Linked DNA regions of Mustela erminea: region 2 is linked to region 1. Evidence: chromatin contacts called from public Hi-C data. All regions are on one chromosome and are shown on one strand. The core of a region is the stretch at or near the end of the contact, and the rest is flanking DNA. Distances in the headings are between cores, read along the strand shown. Region 1 holds the start of PPP6R3 (serine/threonine-protein phosphatase 6 regulatory subunit 3). Region 2 overlaps PPP6R3 (serine/threonine-protein phosphatase 6 regulatory subunit 3).

The links. Hi-C and Micro-C count contacts between places; a contact is called where the count stands out from the background.
Region 2: a contact with region 1 is called in a Hi-C map of skeletal muscle, with 4 times the contacts expected there. The contact joins the enhancer-like site here to the promoter of PPP6R3 in region 1. A contact is called at or near these places in 3 of 3 Hi-C or Micro-C datasets (fibroblasts, skeletal muscle and spleen).

Annotation. Positions count from the first base shown.
Region 1 is chr9:109,582,619-109,585,637 of mMusErm1.Pri, reverse strand. It overlaps PPP6R3 (serine/threonine-protein phosphatase 6 regulatory subunit 3), which reads right to left and starts at 1,505. Exons shown (of 25, transcript XM_032357794.1): 1 at 1,380-1,505. It overlaps TRNAA-AGC (a tRNA gene), which reads left to right and starts at 1,929; the gene lies at 1,929-2,001.
Region 2 is chr9:109,640,334-109,643,352 of mMusErm1.Pri, reverse strand. The region is part of intron 3 of PPP6R3 (serine/threonine-protein phosphatase 6 regulatory subunit 3); the gene reads right to left. Among named protein-coding and RNA genes, the nearest start is that of PPP6R3, 58 kb to the right of the region's middle. Within about 2 kb of position 1,637, the one cell type or tissue checked has open chromatin away from gene starts, as enhancers often do. A contact at or near this core is called in fibroblasts, where this site is marked.

The DNA of each region.
Region 1 (3,019 bases), core at 256-2,755:
GTTTTTCATTAGTAATAACAGCCACCAATTGCGCTGAGCTGATCCTACGTGCCAGACACGGCTTGCAGCCCATTCACTCCCGACACACTTACGAGGCAGTCACTGTTATCACTGTCCCATTACAGGGAAGGCAGGGAAGTGTAGTAACTTGCCCAAGGTCACGGAGCTGGAGAGTGCTGAAGCCAAGACCCGAATCCAGGCACTCTGACTTCGCAGGAGAGAAAGCGGAAACACCACCACCGCTTAGGAGCCATTCACGCCGGGGGCTGGACATCCGGAGTCCCTTCCCCACTTGCTGCCCACCTGCCCCACGACCTTGAGGGCACAATCAAAGTAAACTTCACATTGCTACACGGTGGGACAATACCCACGGTAACAAGTGCGGTGGGACGGAAGCGAAACGGTCGCCAAGCGCCCCTCCCACAAAGGCAGAACATAAACAAAGCTCCGGCCGACCCGCGGAGAAAACGTGAAGCACCGGGAACACCGCACGGAGCCCGAGGCGGAAACGTCGGGACACACGGCCACGGCCGGGGACTCAGTCCGCGCATCCCCAACCGCCAGCCCCGGCTGCGACGAGGGCGCGCAGGACCGAGCAGGAAACCCCTCCAGCTTGGCCGCCCAGGACCGAGCAGGAAACCCCTCCAGCTTGGCCGCCGACGGGCTTCTTTAAGAGGGAGGCCCTCCCCGCCGCGGCAAGGACCACCCCCCTGGCTTAAGGTCGCCGGGGAGGCGTTCGAGACCAGGTCTCCGCTCGTGTCACAGCCCCGGAGTTCAGGCGCCGCTCGCAAGGCCATTTAAACCCTCCGAGCCGGGCTCCGCGCTCGCCGACGGCTCCGCGGCCGCAGAGCACAAACCCACAGAACTTGTTTCCGCAGACGGGGTCCCAACAATGGCCTTCGCCAGTCCACGGCGAGCTGCCGCCCCAACTTGACACGCTCCCCGGCCCGCGCCCGGGGGAAGTGCTCCCGGGCGGGCGGCCGGGCGGCGCGGCCGCGGCGGAGCGGGGCCCGTCCGGGTTCGGGGCGCGCCCCGCCCGCCGCCGCCGCCGCCGCACAAGGCCGCGGACGTCAACCCGGGCGCAAAGTTCGCCGCCGGCCCGCGGCCCGCTCCGGCGCCCGGCCCGGCGAAGCCCCCCGCGACCCGCGGCGCGCGGGCAGGCGGCTGACAGGCGCGGGCGGGGACGGCCCGGGGAGCCCCGGCGCCGCGCCTCCCCGGCCGCCGAGCGGCGAATTCCGGGGGGGAGGGGAGGGGGCCGGGACGCTCCCTCCCCGCGCCGCCGAGGCCGGGCGGAGGGGCCTGGCCGCCGCCGCCCGCGCGCCGCGCGCCCCGCGCGCCCTGCGCCGCGGCCCGCTCCGCCGCCCCCCCCACCCCATTACCTGGAGGCGCCCGCGACCCGCCGCTAGTTGCGCTCAGGCGGGAAACGCGCTCACCGACACCATCAGCGAAGCGCCCAAAATGGCGGACGTATCAAGCAGGCCTTGAGTTCCCCCCGCCCTCCCTCCGGCCGCCTCGCAGCCAATCGCGGCTCTATCTCCGCCCCCAGGCCCGTGCTCATTGGCCTTCCTCTCCCGCCCCCTGCAACCTATTGGGTCGCCCAGCGGTCAGATTGCGCCCACTCCGATTGGCTCACAGGCCCCGTCAGTCAAGCGCGAGGAGAGCGTTCTTTTCCCATGGACTAGACGGATCCGGAACCTCTAGGACCCCGGAGTCTGGAGAAACAAATCAGAAACCCGGAGAAACCTGGCTGGTTCCCCCTACGCCGTAGCAACAGCAGGGCCTCCGTTTGACGGACGCTTGGGACCACCAATCCGAAAGCCAATGCTTTTAAAACCAAAGGGAGCCAAGCCAATCCTGGCGGTGGAGCGGAGGAGACCCGCGATGACGTGAGCCACAGTACATTCCGGCTGCGGAGGGCGGCCGGAGCTGGGGAATTAGCTCAAGTGGTAGAGCGCTCGCTTAGCATGTGAGAGGTAGCGGGATCGATGCCCGCATTCTCCACAGCCGCATTTTATAGGGGGGCCGGGGTCGCCTGAGCCGGTTCTTTCACCCGCAGGTGGTAGTTGTGCCAGAAGTTGGGGGTCGAGGTGGGGACCAGTGTGTGTGCGGAGTGGGGGCCGGGTCCGGGGGCGGCGCCCCGGGCTGCGCGTCCGTCCCCGCGGGGGCGGGGTGGGGGGCAGAGTGCGCGGCCCTCGGCGTCCCTTTTGTGTTCCAGAAGCATTTACGCCGGAGCCTCTTCCGAAATGCTCGCCCAGGGCCCCCCATGCCCTGCCGGCCTCCCCGGGAGGGCCGGGCCGGGACCCGGAGGAGTCGCCCACCGTGGCCCATCCCGGGCACTTACTCTCCAGAAACCCGTCTGGCCTCTGAGTTGAAGCGAAGCGCAGTCGCGAGTCCCGAGGGCGGAAGCTGGCCGCGAGGCTGAGGCGCAGGCGGGTGCGGGTCGCGTGGAAGCAGCCCGAGTTCGGCGGGACGCGGCCCGCGAGTGCGCGTGCGCTCGGGGAGGCTGGGCGCTGCGGGTCCCCCGGGGTGCCGGCCGCTCGTGGGCCGCGCTGCGCTCAGCACTTGGTCTGTGCGCGCCCGCGCGGGTGCGTGGGGAGCAGAGTCCGCGCTCGGACGGTCTGCGGGGGGCGGTCAGACACCCCTGGAAGTAACGCAGGCCGCAGAGTTGGGGGGGGGCCCTCCTGGGCAGGTGGCTTTTCGACCACGAACAGAGAGGACCGAGCCGTGGCTGCTGGGTCCGGGTGGCAGGGAGAGAGACCGGAGACGCCAAGACCGAGCTTTGGAGCACTGGGGAGGTAGGGGTGGCTGGGTTGTGGCGAGAGACGGACAGGTCAGGGAGTGGCGATGGCTGCATGGTGCGGGGCTTTGGGGACGGTGCCGCCATGCCCAGGAGAAACCAACACTCTCAAGGCCCAGAGGATTGCCCTTGGCCTCCAGGCCTGGAGTCATCGTGGGGGCTCCGTGCAGGGAGGTTGGTGGTGGTGTCTTGACCTCTTTAGGGCAGCTCCCTCCAGGGGGT
Region 2 (3,019 bases), core at 388-2,887, 58 kb before region 1:
CTCAGTATCCTCACCAAGCAAACTGGTCGTGAGTCGTCGCTGAGAAAGGCCTGGCACGGGAGCTGAACCGCACAGGTACCACGACAACAGGAAGTGCCCGTTTGTGCAACAAGCATGCCCCCCACACAAGCGTGCAACGTTTAAAACCAGTGCCGCCACCAAACGTTCACAGGCACAGGGAGCACATAGGGTCTCGTGATTAAAAAAAGTCACAGCTTCAGACATAGTAAACTCGGGATCAGGCCCGAGATTCTTGTCTCTAGCAAGTCCCCAGACACTGCTGTTCCTGCTGCCCTGGGTTTAAACTATTGCTGATCATCCGCAACAAATTGCAATAAGCACATTCAAACTAATTACACAGCCGTGAGACACAGAGAAAAGCGTATGATGCAAATATGTGACTATGTTATTTATTTCAGAAACTCCCTGTGGACAAGCTGATACGACAGGGTTTTCTTTGGACATGACAGATGTAGAATGCAACATACTGTATCACTTTCTAACAGGAGCCCAGAAAGAATGATAGGACAAATGCAGTGGAAGATAAACCAGCAGCTCTCTGAGGGGAGATGCTGCTGATCGCCTGCCTACAAATGACAGAAGCAAGCTGAGGGAACGACAAGGAAGAGCGTTAATGAATTTAAAACTCAAACTCTTCTATTCCTAAGAACTGTGCTTGAAGTTAGCAATGTTCTCTCCCACAAGAAGCTGTACTCCCTGAAACCTCCACCGCACACCACTGTTCACCGTGGAACATCTGGATGCAGGGCTGGTTGGGCCCAAGGCAAAACATTCAAAGATTCAAAAGAAGATTCCAAGATTATTAAGAATTTCTGAGCTTATGAGGAACAGCTGAGCATGAAAGGAAACACTTCTGATCCTGGGGCCCTGAGACCACATGGGCGGCACATGCACGAAGACCGCCTGTCCACGCCATGTCACCACCGACCCCGCTGGAACAGCCAAGATCCCATGTCCTAAGTGAGTATCCGCGAATGTCAACTCCTCCTGTTTCACAGCTGCAGTCCGTCCAACACGCGGAGTACAAGCCACAACGGGAGAAGGAGCAGCTGCTTATGTCCAAAACAACACAAAAGGGAAGACAATCTCTACACTAATGCTATACATTAATATTTTTTCTACTTATGTATGCGATGAAGGGAATATCTGTAATAGATTTCTCGTGATCTCAAACAAAGGTGTACATGCACGTACTGTCAGAGTTCAGAACCCTGTGCCCTGGGGTACACTCCTCCCCAGGCCCCTGGCTCCCGGCTGCCGGAACAGAGCGGGCGCCACCTACCGGCTTGCCTGGCCCTGCCCGACAGAAACAGCACCGCACGCACCGCATGCACCACGATGAGAGCCATGTGTAGGTTTCAATGTTCTAGCAGCCACATCAAAAAAGTAAAGGAAATGCTACATTAATGTTAATAGTATACTTTATTTAACTTCACACATCCAAACATTATTATTTCATTTCAACATGTAATTCTTCTGGTACGAAGTCTTCAAAATCTGGGTGTATCTTCCACTTACAGCTCATCTCCACTTGGACCAGCCACACTCTATGCACAAGAGTCATACGGGGCCAGCAGTTGCTGTCCTGAGCAAGAGAGTTCTACTTACGGATTACTACAATTATGATTCAGAGTTTCTCTCCTGGTACTAAAATAACCACCCTCCCCCCAATCTCCTTCCACAGCCAAAGTCAACAGTTAACCACCTTTTCCACACAGGGCTAATGTGGGGTTGGTGAGGACAGATTATGGGCCAAGTTTTTCCTTTCTTCTAATATAAACATACATGAGAAATCATGTTTATTCTTACACATATAAAGCAATTTATATAGTCTTCAACTTAAAAAAGTAGGTCACAAGAAAACTAGAACTGCTTTTTGGCCTCTAATATCCAGAAATATTTGTAGGAATTAAAAGGGCTCGAATCAGGAGGGCCATAGGCAGCTCACTACTGGTTTCAATACACACCACCAAATTGTAAAATAGGGGCAGGTCTCTGGGAATTTCATTTTCTAAACTAACTCAAAAATACTATAGGGGCACCTGGGTGGCTCAGTCGGATGGGGGTCTAACTTGCTTTTAAGCTCTCATAGGCCATGGGACTGAACCTCACACTGGGCTCTGCGCTCAGCCAGGAGTCTACTTGAAGATTCCCTCTCTCCCCACTTTGCCCATCCCCCTCTCTAAAATAAATAAAAATGAATTTTTAAAAATGCCTAGAACACTCAAATACATTGGGAAACAATGTTTCATCAATGTAAAAAAAAAAAAGACACTAGACTCCCCATCATCTTGGAGTAAACTGAACCTTCACGGTCCCCATTTAGATTGAAAACAACTTACTTATTCCAGAAGCAGCAGGCATAGTTATTCCAGCCTCTGGTCAAGTTTACAAGCAAGCTGGGAACAGGACGTACTGGACAAATCGAGCTGCTGAAAGGCGGCGCACACTGGCTCACATCCTCCCGCCAGCATCCAGATACCTGGAATATCAGGACACCCTGGGCCTGGATGCAGGTATTGGGGAACTCAGCTGGGCAGCATCTGACAAGACCCAAAGGGGGAAGTGCCGGGTTCGGAGGGTGGGGGGCTGCTCGCTGGGCACACCGGAAGCCTCCTGCCACAGAAGGGGGCGGGGGCAAATCACCGCTACCGGGAGCGCGCAGTGCCACTGTGAAGGGAGGTCACTTCCGCACTGTTCGCTAACATAAACCTCCTCCTCTCAGCAAAGCTGAACGCCGACGCAGATGTTCTAACTCTCCCACGAAGAGGCAGAGACACGGAACACAAAGAGTAACAGAGGGACTCTGAGGGCAGCTCTGGCTCAGCACCACGGGAGAAGATGACAGAGGACGGGCAAGTCCACCAGTAGCTGCTTCTGCATTTCCTACTGGTGCCCTCCTCCAGCCCCTCCCAAAGGCTGGACTCATTAAATCCAACATCACAGTGCCTATTAGAGATACATATTTCTCTAGAGGAAAGGCAACTCTGAGCCACTT